Regions from separate parts of the Mus musculus genome. Here all the other regions are linked to region 3. Evidence: chromatin contacts called from public Hi-C and HiChIP or PLAC-seq data. All regions are on one chromosome and are shown on one strand. Each heading gives the region's core, a stretch centred on a gene start, on an enhancer-like site or on the middle of the called end of the contact. The rest is flanking DNA. Distances are from core to core; before and after follow the strand shown.

Region 1 (3,201 bases), core at 208-2,707, 37 kb before region 3:
GATAATTCAATTTGAGCTGCGTACCCCCTGACTGGGTTCTGTATGAATTATGGATTTTTAAAAAGACAGGAAGGGAGGTGAGATATTGAATTTCCCAAACTGGTTTTATCTTACTCAATTTAAAGTTCATCTTCTTGTTCCGATTTAGGCTGTGGCGTGAAAAGTGGCCCCGCAGCATCTCTCCTGGTCTTCTCGCAATTAGTTGGTGGATGTGCGCAATCCTAGGAAACAAGGGGTTTGTTTTTCTGTGTTCAGTGGCTCCTGTCTATGGCTCCCATCGGCCCTGTCAGTGTTTGCAGGAATAACCAGAGTTCTAGACTTAGGCTTTGATGGGGCTTAACAGGGCTTTTCAGACCACCAAGAGGCTCACATTTGGGTGCAGGGCTGTTTCCAAGGGGGCAGACACAAATGGAAGATTTTTAAAGACAGAGAAACACAGGCAGTGACTCAGAAATGCAGCAAGCAGGATCCTGACATGGGGGACTGTCATCTTTATGAAGTCTTTTTTCTGAAACATCAGGCAGGCTGGAGCCGAGGGGTCTGTACCAGCTGTGACCTTGGGCGCCCCCACAGGACATTTGCCCTTAAATCTGGAGACATTTTAGGTTTCTCACTCTTGCTGGGGTGGATGGGGGTTGGGAGTGCTATTAGCATCTAATGGGAAGCCAGGCCAAGGACACTGCTAAGCATCTCACTAGCCCAGCAACGGTCTCTACAATTAAGAATGATCTCACCTAAATGGTCAGTGGCTCTCTGTATAGAAATCCAGCCCTAGCCCAATTCTGAGATAAAAATCAAAATTATGCAGGAACTGATAGCTACCTTGGAGCATTGGAAATATCTTCTCCACATTTCCTAAGGGCTGGGAGGATGCTGGGTGTATCCTGTGTCCGTCACTAGTCAGGTAGCTGGCACAGATGGACCCTCCCTGAGTCTCCCTGATTTCTATGCTACAAAGCACACACACAATTTCAGAGGGGAAATGCACGAGAGAGAGAGAGAGAGAGAGAGAGAGAGAGAGAGAGAGAGAGAGAGAGAGAGAGAGAGAGAGAAAGAGCTCAGAGAGCTTCCCAGGATAATGTTACTCCGTATTCCTATAGGCACTCACCCTCACCTTTTCGGTGCACACATTTTCCAGATAGCTGTTCCTGACAGCTAGTTAGTGAGGGGCCTGGGTCAGAATCGATAAGTCCTAAAGCCCTTTTTCATTTTTGCAAAATGAAAACAGCTCTTCTTTTTCTGATTATAAAAATGATACATGCACATTCTTTCTTTAAAAATTCCAACCGTACAGGAAACCATGAGAAAGAGACATGAAAAGAAATCTTCCTTACAGCAGGAGATAAACAAGTGGAGACATCTTGGTACTTATCTTGCTAGCTCTCTCTCTCTGTGTGGTGTGGGCTTGTATTTATTCTCCTGAAATCCTGGGTTGCCTGTGGGGCCAGAGGGGTCGGGAGGGGGTGGGGTGGTGACTCTGTTCTCAACAGTTGATGTGCCATGGCTGAGTAGTCCTTTAGGGTGTTTGTCCAGTCCTTTGCAAGATATTGAACAGTCTCCTTAACTCCTCCAGGGAACCAGGCTCAACTGTGACAACTAAAAGCTGTCTCTAGATATTGCCACACGTTCTTTGGGAAGAGCAAAATTACCCCAGAACCAGAAAAAGGTCTAAGTTCCAAGTTGTTGTTGTTGGGGTTATTTCGTTGTTGTTTTGTTTTGTTTTTTTCCTTTCTTCTTTTCAATTCTTTCAGACAGATGGAAGAGGCTAGCCTCAAACTCTGAATTTTGCCTGCATCTGCTTCCTAAGTGCTGGAATTAAGGGTGTGTGTATGCCTGCAAGTGCGTGCCCCACCATGCCCCCACTACCCTTTGCATTTCAATATGGAAGATTAGCCAAGAGCTTTAAGTACATTGTCTTTCCTCAGCCTCAGTTTCCAGCCCTACAAAGGGGGAAGGAGACTGATCAAAGAATGCCTGCCTGTACAATAGACTGCTGATAGCATCCCAGGATGCTTTGTGGGGGTGGGGGCAGGGGTGGGGAAGGGAAGGGAGGAGAAAGCCTTAGGGTGTTTCAACCTTTCAGCCCAGGTCAGTGAGGAGTGCTGGGCTGTTTGAGGTTTGGTTTTAATTGAATTCTTTGGGAAACAGAAGTAAAGAAAGTCTGCTTTAATCCTGTAGGCTAAGATTGGGATGGAGGTAGAGGGGGAGATTGTTTGTTTGTTTGTTTTTTGTTTTGTTTTTATTCCATATAAACCTTGCCATCTTTTGAGCTTCAGATATTTTAGAACAGGGGTGAAAAAAAAAAGAGAGACAAATTCGTGAGACCTGTTGGAGAGCTGAAAAACAACAGGGGATGGGAGAGGTGAGTCACAGGCTGATTTTATTGGATTTTCACGAAGGAAGCCAAGTTTTTCAACTGCTGCTGGAAAAAGAGGGGCCCTGGAAGCCTCTCTTTCTGGCCCCTTTCGCAGCCTGCCCCCATCTCCACACATACCCCATTGCACCCTTGGGTGGCTCTGGGAAGCTTTCTGACCTAACAGTTGTGTTGGGTAGTGGTGGTGGTGGCGGCGTGCGTGTGTGTGTGTGTGTGTGTGTGTGTGTGTTTTCCATGAGAAGAAACAATCCCTTCCCTGGTCCCAAAGGACAAACCTAGAGAGTGACCCCTCAGCAGGCCATAGCCCCATTTCCTTGTCCATGGCATAATGATGCCCTAATCCTCCTAAGATGTCAGAGTCCCCCTTGACCCATGTTCCCCAGGGACCTACAAGCCCTGAAAGTCTGTCTCTTCCCCTGCCCCTCACTTTCCCTCTGCCCCGGAGGGCCTAGGGCTCCCTGAGGTCTCTGCTCCCTTTGCTGATGCCACCTACACATCTGAGGTTCTCTGGCCAACAGTGATCTCGCCATCAGCCTGGCAACACCCCAAGGACTGCGTACCCCTAGCTTTGTCCACAGTTGTATTGAGACCATCTCACACGACTGCCCAGAACCAGATATTGGGGTGGGGGTGATTTGTTTTTTGAACTTCCAGCATCAGCCCATCATGCCCGCCTGGAGCTCCCCCTGCTCCGCGCTTCTGGAGCACTGACGTTCTTTAGGGACTGAGGTGAACATCGTCCATCCGTGGGTCTGGGGATGCATCCATTAAACCACCCGCCTGATGGCCTACACATCACACCTGCTCTCCCTCTCTGTGTCTCACAG
Region 2 (3,075 bases), core at 301-2,800, 36 kb after region 3:
TGGTGCGTTTGCAATTTCAGTGATTAGATGATATATGGGAAACTTCTAAAAGCGTAATTCTGCTGTAAATGTGAATATGTATACAGTCTGATTTCAAAGTACACACCTGGAAACATCTAGAATCTTCTGTATGGTTCATTCTTGCTCATATGAGTGCTTATTTAAGTTCACTATGATGTTAATGATACATCAAATTCCTAACATCTTTTTTTGTGTGTGTTTACAGTGATTTCAAATGTCCCCACTTATTTGAGACTGCAGTTCTGAGCCCACCTTGCCTCCTTTCAAGTCTCTGGTCTACATGGCTGCATTGTGCCACAATTAATTGATGACCTTTGGCACAGAAATCTGTTGCCCTGGCTATTGGCGACATTTTACATTTCTTAAAAATGAAATAATTACCCACAAAGGAAACTTAATACCCCCAACTTCCTTTTCTTTAACCCATTTTAACTTCTATCAGGTAAATTAAGTAAATTTGCAGAACCACAAAACAAACAAAAGCCTGGCAGTTATTTTTCAGCCCAGTTTTCTATTCTTACAAAAGTGGAAACTGAGGCACGGATCTAGTTCTGTCTCTGAAAAAAACCTGGTGTCACAAATGTTCCCATTTCTGAGGGTGGAGTGCTGAGGGACCTGATGAGTCCTCTGTTTCCTTCATGGAAGCCTCCCAATATTGCCTTTTATATTTAATTTATGAGAATTTTGCTCATTAGGATGGTGTTTGCTTTGAAATCAATGCTGCTGTGGAAACCAATTTTAACTTTTACAAATCTTGCTTATGGACTTGTGGAGGGGTGGAAAAGAGGAGGGGTGAAGAAATGGAGGGGTGGAGAATTTCGGGGAGGGGGAGTGTTGAACTGAATAGGGTGGGGGAGTGAATGCCTTTCTATCTGGGCACCAAAACAGAAACAATATGGAGAAAAAGAACAAGATTTTTTTAAAAATTAGATTGTTGTGGGAGGAGGGGAAAAACCATTCCCACAGGGAATACGGGCTGAAGAGTACATTTGCAGAAACTTGGTGGAAATGGGGTGGGGCTGGAGGGTCCTCCAAATACTACCTATGAAAGAAAGAAAGAAAGAAAGAAAGAAAGAAAGAAAGAAAGAAAGAAAGGTGATTTAAAATGGAGGCCTGTGTTCCTATTTACTTCCTTAGTTGGGGAAAGCCTAGAATCTTCTTATTCAGGACCTTCCAGGAATATTTGTGCATATAATTAAAGTCTTATCCTTTTTTTTTTTTAAACTCTTGGTACTGTTGAAGTTGCATGTTGCCTGATGCTCATGAGGTCTCAAGTGCCATGTTTGATAACGAAATGTGTTTATTTTTTGTTTTTTGCTTTTTTTTTTTTTGCTCCCCCGCCCCCCGCTCCCGCCCCTCTGCTGCTGACAGATAATTGATGGTCTACCATTTCCCTCTGCAACATGGTGGTTGTATCCAGAGAAAAATGTATCTTTAGAAAGATTCCTTTTGCAGGGGAAGGGAGTGGATACAGTGGATACAGTGTAGCCCTGTGGTTTTAGGGTGGACCTGAAGCATGCTTGAGAGCAGCTGCATTGTGGCGTTGGGAGGGAGGTGCTGCAGCGGGGCGTGATAGTGGGAGACTGCAGTGTCTAGGCATTGTCTGCCATTCCTAAGTATTTTAACCATAAAATGACTAACAAACAGGAAATTAGGTGGCTGCTGCATAGAGTACCTTTGACCACATTTCAATACTAAATTCACAGTTTTGACTTAAAATTTTCACCCTTCCAGTGACAATTACGTCATTCCTTCATCGCCTCATGAGTTTAAAAAACCCAAAGAGAAAACAAAACAACAACAACAAAACTCAAAAGGGAAAAAAAAAGCTATTTAAAAACAGCAGAGCCCTTAATTCTTGCTTGTTACTCTATGGTGAGATACTTCAGGTAGATGCTATGTTGGATGTGTCTGTTGTTTTTCACTGCGTCGTCATGTGAAGGAGGTTTGCAGTTGTGTCATTGTGTGTCTGTTGTGTGCTGCTTCTGCTGCTTTCCAAGGCCATCATCCAGGTGAAGTGTGACAAGCCTGTTTCTTAACCCACGCCCTCACTTTCCTTTCTCAGGTGCTGGAGAGTCTGGCAAAAGCACCATTGTGAAGCAGATGAGGATCCTGCATGTTAATGGGTTTAACGGAGAGTAAGTGTCAAATCTGAGCAGGGCACTGAGCAGGACAGGTGGTATGGACCTGGCCTGCAGGAGACAGGACGTTTGAAGGAGTGTATACTAACCTCTAGAAAGCACAGCTGCTAATTGCCACTAATCATTTTTTTCTAATTTGCATATTAGACAGCCCAAGAAAGAGCTGATGGGTGCACCCCCACACCCTTCTCAACCTTTGGGGCAACAAATAGGAATAAGAGTAGAAGCACCGGTGTCCACCCAAAGCAGCCCCTCGCGCTGGAACATGGTGCCTGGTTGCAGAGGACAGTGAACAGCACTTGGCCGGGTGACAGCGTCTCTGAGGCCAGGTCCTCTGCGGCCGCAGCCTCGCCTGCTGCAGTGCAGCTCCAACATGGCCGACGGGCCTTGGCCACCCCTTGGCCAGCCAGAGCTGGCCAGCACAGGAGGTTCCCACCCACCACCCTGCAGGTTTCACTGGAGTCAACTGGTGTAGGGTTTTGTACTCTCAGGAAAACATCTTTTCAGTTACATCTTCACTTAAAAATTGGAATCCACAACCCTTGCCGACAGGCTCTAAGCTTCCGAGTCCCTCCCTGCTTCAGAATTGGTGGGATAGGCAGAGACTTATTTCTCTAATTAAAAAAAAAAATCAATACTTCTACCTGAACAACTGAAAAGGAGGTATGAAAATGGCGCAGAGACAGGGAGTTAGCTACTTCTGCCCAATCCAGGAGCTGTTTTGCCTTTGAAATGACCTTCCTGGCTTAAGACAATATGGCGAGGCAATACCACAGTGAGAGTGACGATTTTTCTTAAAAAGAGACAGATACATGGCAAGCAAGGGGTCCTGCCTTCCATGAAGAATGCAGACCGAGGAGACAGCCAATCAGTAAGGAATTGGCCTTTCCCCTTGGCCCCCGTTGTTCTCAGT
Region 3 (3,136 bases), core at 190-2,689:
AGAGAGGAAATGAACACGGAATCCGCAGCTGGCGCTGGTGGCTGGAAGATGCGAGTCTCGGCAGCTGTTGCCACCATGGCACGGTTGGTCGGTGGGTTAAGTGCATTTCAGGTTTTCTAGTCTGCGAGACCACCCTAAATGGGCCATCAACTACACCCCAAATCTCCTTTTGCCTTTACCCAGAAGACAGAAGTACAAGACCTGAGCTAGGTGGGGGGTCTTCCGGTAAGCCTTAAGCCCCCTCCCCTATTTGCACGAAAGCGGCAAACATGAATAACTCCTAAGGGGGCTTTGCTTGATTTTCTGCAGTGCACTGCTGAGACCTTTATTTCTACTGCATCACCGTCCATATAAACAGAGCAAGCCCTGACTACAACACACTATACCACTGTTGAGAGCTCCGAGGTGTAATGGGGATGGGGGACATTGAAGGGATTTGCTGGAGCCATCCCCAACAAACAGCAAACATAAACATTAAAAAAAGAAAAAAAAAGGAAAAAAAAGAAATAAAGAAAAGTACCCTAGAGCATTTACGAAACAAATTGCGTGTTTACATTCGGCACTTCCTCACCCTGTCTCTACCCTTCCGGTGGGCTCACGACCACCTGTCGCATTTGTGTGTGTGTGTGCCTCTACCCCTTTCCTTGTATCCTAAAGCCTCCATTTCCTGACTTGGAGATGAGTATGGGTAATTGCCTGAGTGTGGGGTCCTTAGATAAGGAATTTACCGCATACTGGGGTAATCTGGGGTGATAAAGCCCTCCTGCAGTCCCTCCTCCCCTCGAGAAGAATCAGATGGGGAGGGAGGCTTTCAGCGTCTGTACTCTAACAGACCAATGCCCACGTCTTGCGTCACGTGTCCCAGCAACGCAAGAGAGCTCGCTCGCTCTCTGGCCAGGGAAAAAGCGAGCTAGAGAGACTCGGAATCAGTCCGGGAGAGGAGAGGACGGAGCCGAACGTCCCTACAAGGCCTCCGCTCATCAGCCCCCTTACCCAAAGTCGGGAGCAGCCGGCACCGGGAGCCAGCTCCCGGAGCCGGCTCAGCACTGAGACCTGCGTCCTCTGGCGGCAGAGAAAGAGTTCTATTTACGATTTTCGAGACGAATCGGCACGCTCTTAAATGCCAAGAAGGCGGAGCTAAAGTACAGCAAAGTACGAAGAGAGAACAGAAAAGTTCCTAAAGTTGTTGGCCGACCACAGCCCGAAGGGGTAAGTGTAACTAGGAAGGTGACAGACTTCACCAGCAAGAGATGACTCACTTCAGCCATGGTCCTGGGTTCTAGCCCCTGATTATCTATCCTTACAAAGTTTGGAAACTGAGGCTGGAGAACTTTCCAACAAAAATTTGAATTTTTTAAAAAAAAATTTTTTTTCACCCTAGTTTGGCTGGGTGCTCCGTCTTACGGGGCCCCAAATTTATTTTGAAAAGTCGCCACCGTGTTATGGGCATGTTCAACTGCCTCCACGGCAATAATATGTCAGGACAACACGATATCCCCCCTGAAGTCGGGGAGCAGCCCGAGCAAGAACCTTTGGAAGCCCCAGGGGCAGCTGCCCCCGGTGCTGGGGCTGGCCCAGCCGAAGAAATGGCGACCGAACCGGACTCCGAACCGTCTAACAATGAGCCCGTCCCCGACGAGACTGGCAGTGAGATCAGTGGACCCCCAGAAGACTCCAAATCTGACATCCAAAGCCCCTGCCAGGCCTTCGAGGAAGTCCGAGTGGGTGGAGACTACAGCCCACCTCCGGAGGAAGCCATGCCATTCGAGACACAACAGCCCAGCCTGGGAGATTTCTGGCCCACCCTGGAGCAGCCAGGACCATCTGGGACCCCATCAGGCCTCCAAGCCTTCAACCCAGCGATTTTGGAGCCCGGGACCCCCACTGGCGCGAGCCCAGGCCTGGGAGCCTATACCCCCCCACCAGAAGAAGCTATGCCATTTGAGTTCAACGAGCCTGCCCAGGGAGACCATAGCCAGCCTCCCTTGCAAGTCCCAGACCTTGCGCCAGGAGGTCCGGAAGCATTGGTCCCCAGAGCTCTTCCCGCGGAGCCCGGGAACATCAGATTTGAAAACGCTGGCTTCCGAGAAGACTACAGCCCTCCCCCTGAAGAATCTGTGCCATTTCAGGTCGGTGGAGAAGAATTCGGGGGCGATAGCCCACCCCCAGGACTCCCGCGAGTCATCCCACAAATCGGCATTGGCGGCGAGTTCCCGACAGTCGCGGTCCCGAGTGCGCTCTGCCTCGCTCCCGCCGAGAACGCGCCTCCCCTCTGGGTCCGAGGCGCCATTGACAGACCATTCCGCGAGGCTGTCAGATCTCCTCCTAACTTCGCATGCGACAGCCCCCCGATGGAGATCACCAGACCCCTGCTTGAGATTGGCAGAGCCTCCATTGGGGTCGACGACGACACCGCTGTCAATATGGACAGCCCCCCAATCGCAAGTGATGGCCCGCCCATCGAAGTCTCGGGAGCCCCAGATAAGAGCGAGTGCGCAGAGAGACCCCCAGTTGAGCGAGAAGCAGCCGAGATGGAAGGAAGCCCTACCACCGCCACTGCGGTGGAAGGAAAAGTCCCCTCTCCGGAGAGAGGGGACGGATCTTCCACCCAGCCTGAAGCAATGGATGCCAAGCCAGCCCCTGCTGCCCAAGCCGTCTCTACCGGATCTGATGCTGGAGCTCCTACGGATTCCGCGATGCTCACAGATAGCCAGAGCGATGCCGGAGAAGACGGGACAGCCCCAGGAACGCCTTCAGATCTCCAGTCGGATCCTGAAGAACTCGAAGAAGCCCCAGCTGTCCGCGCCGATCCTGACGGAGGGGCAGCCCCAGTCGCCCCAGCCACTCCTGCCGAGTCCGAGTCTGAAGGCAGCAGAGATCCAGCCGCCGAGCCAGCCTCCGAGGCAGTCCCTGCCACCACGGCCGAGTCTGCCTCCGGGGCAGCCCCTGTCACCCAGGTGGAGCCCGCAGCCGCGGCAGTCTCTGCCACCCTGGCGGAGCCTGCCGCCCGGGCAGCCCCTATCACCCCCAAGGAGCCCACTACCCGGGCAGTCCCCTCTGCTAGAGCCCATCCGGCCGCTGGAGCAGTCCCTGGCGCCCCAGCAATGTCAGCCTCTGCTAGGGCAGCTGCCGCTAG

What was found. Hi-C and Micro-C count contacts between places; a contact is called where the count stands out from the background. HiChIP or PLAC-seq counts read pairs in DNA pulled down with a chosen protein or histone mark.
Region 1: a contact with region 3 is called in an H3K27ac HiChIP or PLAC-seq map of embryonic stem cells, with 8 read pairs. The contact joins the enhancer-like site here to the promoter of Gnas in region 3. A contact is called at or near these places in 2 of 484 Hi-C or Micro-C datasets (both in embryonic stem cells), 6 of 115 datasets of contacts at active chromatin or transcription factors (the SCID.adh cell line, embryonic stem cells and stem cell-derived neural progenitor cells) and 1 of 9 other capture datasets (pancreatic islet).
Region 2: a contact with region 3 is called in a Hi-C map of the G1E-ER4 cell line, with 2.0 times the contacts expected there. The contact joins the enhancer-like site here to the promoter of Gnas in region 3. A contact is called at or near these places in 19 of 484 Hi-C or Micro-C datasets (the AtT-20 cell line, the G1E-ER4 cell line, embryonic stem cells and 2 more), 2 of 115 datasets of contacts at active chromatin or transcription factors (both in embryonic stem cells) and 1 of 9 other capture datasets (adipose tissue).

The regions. Positions count from the first base shown.
Region 1 is chr2:174,259,619-174,262,819 of GRCm38.p6, forward strand. No RefSeq gene overlaps it. Among named protein-coding and RNA genes, the nearest start is that of Mir296, 5.9 kb to the right of the region's middle. Within about 2 kb of position 1,458, at least 22 of the 459 cell types and tissues checked have an H3K27ac peak or open chromatin away from gene starts, as enhancers often do. A contact at or near this core is called in embryonic stem cells, where this site is marked.
Region 2 is chr2:174,332,126-174,335,200 of GRCm38.p6, forward strand. It overlaps Gnas (GNAS (guanine nucleotide binding protein, alpha stimulating) complex locus), which reads left to right. Exons shown (of 12, transcript NM_010309.4): 2 at 2,087-2,159. Among named protein-coding and RNA genes, the nearest start is that of Gm30189, 6.3 kb to the left of the region's middle. Within about 2 kb of position 1,551, at least 45 of the 459 cell types and tissues checked have an H3K27ac peak or open chromatin away from gene starts, as enhancers often do. A contact at or near this core is called in the G1E-ER4 cell line, where this site is marked.
Region 3 is chr2:174,296,420-174,299,555 of GRCm38.p6, forward strand. Gnas (GNAS (guanine nucleotide binding protein, alpha stimulating) complex locus) reads left to right here and starts at 1,440. Exons shown (of 12, transcript NM_010309.4): 1 at 1,440-3,136. The coding sequence starts at 1,443.